Regions from separate parts of the Gossypium hirsutum genome. Here region 2 is linked to region 1. A link is a contact called in public Hi-C data. All regions are on one chromosome and are shown on one strand. Each heading gives the region's core, a stretch centred on a gene start, on an enhancer-like site or on the middle of the called end of the contact. The rest is flanking DNA. Distances are from core to core; before and after follow the strand shown.

Evidence for each region. Hi-C and Micro-C count contacts between places; a contact is called where the count stands out from the background.
Region 2: a Hi-C map of leaf shows a contact between it and region 1, with 1.8 times the contacts expected there. The contact joins two enhancer-like sites. A contact is called at or near these places in 10 of 34 Hi-C or Micro-C datasets (callus, leaf and seedling).

The regions. Positions count from the first base shown.
Region 1 is chrD06:19,248,579-19,251,323 of Gossypium_hirsutum_v2.1, forward strand. No RefSeq gene overlaps it. Among protein-coding and RNA genes, the nearest start is that of LOC121218500, 14 kb to the right of the region's middle. Within about 2 kb of position 1,448, at least 9 of the 9 cell types and tissues checked have an H3K27ac peak or open chromatin away from gene starts, as enhancers often do. A contact at or near this core is called in leaf, where this site is marked.
Region 2 is chrD06:19,360,695-19,363,394 of Gossypium_hirsutum_v2.1, forward strand. It overlaps the pseudogene LOC107942904. Among protein-coding and RNA genes, the nearest start is that of LOC107895346, 21 kb to the right of the region's middle. Within about 2 kb of position 1,352, at least 9 of the 9 cell types and tissues checked have an H3K27ac peak or open chromatin away from gene starts, as enhancers often do. A contact at or near this core is called in leaf, where this site is marked.

The DNA of each region.
Region 1 (2,745 bases), core at 198-2,697:
ATTAAATTTTAATTGTTACATTTAATTTTGAAATAACCGCTTATTAATAATGATGAATTTGAATAAAATTTTTAAAATAATTATTAAATTGAACTCTGTCCAATTATATTTTGAATAAATCATGTCGTTAATAAAAAAAGCTTTAAAAAATTTAGTTTATAGTTCTTTTAAGGCTGGTTTAAACATTTTTAAATGAATATAATTAATGTGGGACAAAATATCAAAATAAACACGTATCTTCTTTTACTTTTTCCATATTGGTTTTTATATTAATTAATTAAATTATTTAAAAATTTACAATAGTTACGATAATTTTTAACATGAATATATACATATTTAGTATATATTACTATTAATAATTACGGAATTACATTAAAAATCTTGAAATAAATATACACTTAAAAATTTGTTTTGTTAATTTAGTATCATATATAAAAATATATTTACCATCATTATAATATCATAAATGATGAATAAAGAAACATTCGATTTTAATTTTTATTTGTTAAAACTTACCAATTTTAAAAATTAATTTAAATTAACAAATAAATATATTTTAAAAGATATATACAACAAGTCCGTGCATCGCATCAAATAAAAAATTAGTAATGTATTTTATTAGGTTCTAGCTAAATAAGGAATAAGTATCTATGCTCACATTACAATTTTTAGACATGTCACACTTTCCATTTCAAGCACTTATTTCCATATTGGGTAAATGACCTTTTAATCTTTTAAGTTGTTTCATGCATTTTCGTTTAAATTTATTTTATATAGATTTTTATATATTAAATATAAAGTCTTACTTTCAAATTTTGCTTAGCTTTTAAGACTGGTAAATATTAAATTGTTAAGTTTAAATATAGTTAGAAAAAGGCACATATTAAAATAAAATTTATTTATTTTTCAAATATAATAAGAGTTAATTATATTCATTGAGGAAAAATAAATATAAAAATCGAGTATTAACAATTATAACATTAAAACAAATTAATTTAACAATATATAACACATAATCTATAAAAATATATTAATAATATGAGTGAGTATTTGATACACTCGCAGTATATTATTTTATTCCACAAGCGGCCTCACCCTTATATGACACTTCCAAATAATTTCTCTAATAACATTATTTAAACTATAATTAAGTAGTATTAATACTCAAACCATGATGGATTTTAGTATTATTCTAATATTAAATATCATTAATAGAATTTAAATACATTAATTTCTTCGATTTTTAAATAATTTTAAACAAAAATTAATATGCATCGTAAATGTAAGGTTTTATATATTTTTAAAATTGTATATTAAATTAACATAAATTACCAAAAGCAAAATTCTGACCACAAAAATGTAATGTTAACCTTCCAAACAAGGCCTTACCAACTCTATTGGTATACTGAACCAAAAGAAACCTTCTATTGCTATAATGTTGACAAATCATTGGGGCCCACTTTTTAGTCACCTCTTTCACTCTTTGCTCGCCGCGTCATCTCTCTTACACTTGCATCCTACGTGACATCTTCTCTTTATATTACGCGTTTCTCTCAAAAAGAAAAAGAAAACACGATGACGATAAGAGTGGGAGGGGGAGGGGGAGAAGGAGAAGAATCGAAGTCCCCGGAGGCTGAACTTTCCGGCGAATTTTCCGGGAATTTGAGCGTCTTGCTGGCGGAATCCGACGACGAAAGCGAGTTTTCCAACGAGGGTTCGGTCGAAAAAGAGAAACTGGAGGAGATAATGCAAGAGCTATACAAAGAGATAACAGTGACAAGCTCTTCTTACAACGCTTCGCCCACAGTAACTTCGTCTCTTCCGTTCTTTGGCGAGAGCTGCGGGGCTTCGATGTCTGACTCGTCGTCCAGTGTGATGGCTGGCATTGAGTTGGTGGCACCCACGAAGGAGTTATTGGTTATTGGGATGGGGTTTAACGATAACAAAAGTGTAATGGTAGATGAAGTAAAGGAAATGGACGTCTGTGATGATGATCAATGGCTGGCACGAGCTCTAGGCTGGGTGTCAATGGAACTTGAGGAGTCCCATCAGTGGAATTTGGCGTTCAGTGAGACCCCTTGGACTGTAGGGATGTGGTGTCCTTGGGAAGGGTGACTTGCATTAATTTAACCCTTTTTATTTGATTTTCACATGAGATACAACTCATACAACTAGTTTATCTTTAGGGTTTAGATATCTAAATCTGTCCTTAATTTTCATGTATCTCCTTTAAATTATGTAAGGGTTGGTTAGAGATGAGTATGGAGGGGGTGAGGTGGGAATTGTTCCCTTCACTTTTTATGTCATGCTTGCATAGCTGTTTAAAACACATATTGGTTATATCCATAACAACTTCACATTTTTCTTCACCCTTCTTTTACTAATGCTATTTTGATTTAATATTGTTAAATTATACTTTAGTATGTGCATAATATAAAAATAAAATATATTCATAATCTTTTGAGTTATAATTTTGTTTAATCTCTTTGAGAATGCTCCCAAGTTCTTGTAAGACCAAGATGAACTAGAGAACGACGAAGCTTGTCCTCTGGTTAATCCCAGAGAAAAGCAAGTGAACAAATCTAATAAAGGTGAATGAGAAAAGAGAGCCCTTTTTGAGGGGAAATTGCCGTCGATAAGATAAAGGTGGATTGGTATGCAACTACCTCCATTTACATTGCCGAATTTGTAGAGTTTTTGGTGCCCCAGGTCCATGGTGGTCCCTTAGGTTAAGGACCATGACCA
Region 2 (2,700 bases), core at 102-2,601, 110 kb after region 1:
GTAACAAAACGATAACGTAAGTGATTAAAATATAACATTTCAAACATAAGACAAATAAAAGTGACTGTTTTATAATCAAAGATCATAGTTGGATACATGTGGGTTTGAATTGGAATTAATTAAATAATTTATATATTCCAATCCATTAAATATTCTCAAGAGTGAATTTGTTATTTACACTGTATCTGTATCTGTTGCGAATAGTAATTAGAATATATAAATCTACTTGTATTAGATGTTAGGGTAAACTTCACTACAGGACACACAATTATGCCTAAGTTTCTTTTATGGTCACTTAACTTTTAAAACTTTCAAAATAATCATCCAACTAATTAAATTTACTTATTTTGGTCTACTTTGATTAAGTTTGTGATGGAAGCAAACGGGTTAAATTGAAAAAAAAATTCAATTGATTGGTCTCTAAAGTTTTCTGTTCTCATATTTGACTTAATTAATTTAGTAACTTTGAAAATAAAATTTGTATTATTTAAAAACATTAAAATTTTATACTGTTATAATAATAATAATAATAATAATAATAATTTATAGCGCCGCCCCTAAACGTAACCTAAAACAAAAATATGGGACCAAGCGTGGAGACACATGCCATTTTGTTTCCAATCTTGTTCTTCAAGTGAAGTCGCAATATTTACAAAGAAAAGGTTCCTTCTTAGAAACTTCTCAAACTCTCAAACCATAAATTCAACTTGGGTTTTTAAAATATAATTTGTTATTTTGGGTTAGCTAAGCCATCAACCGTTGATAGGTGAAAGGGTTTTTTATCATAATAATTCTTCAACTTTCCTTTTACAAATAAATAGATCATGTTTGTAATTGATGGGATGCACGGACGAATTGTTTCGTAAGTGATATATATATATATATAAAGCACTTCTCGATTAAGTATAGGGATTTTATTTGTGGCCATTGCTATTTTATTAGTATTAATCTTATATTTTAATTTAAATATGAATCTGTTATATTTTAATTGTAAATAATAATTTTTAAAAATTCAACCTAAATTCGGTGGCTGCAAAAGTATTACGTTAAAAGTATAAGAATTTAGGTTTATTCCCAGATAATTTCATTCTCTTCCTTCAACATATCTTAATCAACAATAAATTATATCAAAAAATAATTATTTCATAAATTATGGGTGAGGATTTCAAGCTTTACATTTAGAATTGAAAGAGCAAGATATAAAAAATGGAGAGGAAACGGTTATGTATAAATCGTACTATCAAGGGAAGAAGTAGAATTAATTAATTAATTATTAAATTTGAGAGTGTGTGTATTGGAGGGAATGGGTGAGCGGTTAATTTAAAAGTCTTTTCAATTACGGGTAAGCGGAGAAGAGTGCGCAGGTTAAGCGAATATGCTTTTAAACTAGTGGGCGTAGGTTAAGTCTGCAGATGGAATAATAGAATAAGAAAAAAATTTAAAAAATATAAAGAAACGGAGACCGGGAAAAAAGTCGCCGTTAATGATCGATGCCGAAAATGAAGCATTTATTAAGGAAACTCCATATCGGCGGCGGTTTCAATGAGCACCAACGGTTGACGGAGACGCAGCCCGTGATCAGCTCATGTCCGAGTCCGAACTCCACGGGACAAGAAACGGCGTCTTCCTTTTCTTCTTCTTCGGCGTCTTCTGTTGGTTCAGGTACATTGGGGAGAATCGGGGCCGTTGAATCGGCCGGGGGAGATCGGACGGCTGGTGATGAGGTGGATTTTAATTTATTGGAAGAAGAGTTTCAGATGCAGTTGGCTTTGGCGATCAGTGCCTCGGATCCCGAGACGACTCAGATCGACGCTGCTAAAAGATTTAGCCTCGCCGGTTCCGACGCCGGCGCTTTCGTGGAGTTACTCTCGCTTCGTTATTGGGTAATATATTCTTTCTTACTTTATATATTTAAAAAGTTTATTATATCTTTCAGTTTTAGGTTATCGAAATTGCATTTCTTGTTTGAATTAGTTATGATATCTAAACGTTTTATATAATTTATGATTTTTTTTTCTTATGACATTTGTTTTCTTTTATTCATGAATTCTGATTGCATTTCATGTTTCCTTCTTATACAAATTGCTACTATGTTTATTTATTTATTTTATTTCGTTTTCATTTTCATTTGCATTTTAAACACGAGGAGTCTTCAACTGCGGATCACTTTTCCAGACTTCCTCTTTCCGGTAGTAATTTTGGATATCCTTAACTTTCCACGTCATTTTCATTAGTCATGGATTGATTCTGATAAATAGTAAACTTGTTAAAGCTTTCTTTTTTATTGTTTCTTTTTACAGATGATTTTGATTTGCATGTCGAATCTCAATTAATCTTTCAACTTCTATTAATTGAAGTTTTGCTAAATTTAGCATGGTACATCCTTTCTGGTTTTTTATTGATTTTTCTCTGATAATTGCTCATCGTTCTACTACTTGAAGTTTTGCCGCCCACTAGCCTGCTAAGGGCTGTGTTTCTATTATATGAAAATTTCCTTTATCTTATAGGCATGGCGGTTTGGGTTTTTTAATCTCTGCTATATAATGCCAGAGTCCTTTTTAAATATAGCTAATTGGTAAGCCTTTTTCCTTATGGTTTATTGCTATAAAGTAACTTTACATGTAAGTTTCTTGTTTTATTAGCAGGGAGCATTAATTTTACCTTCCCTGTTAATACAATTATTTTTTTTTCGTTCAATTA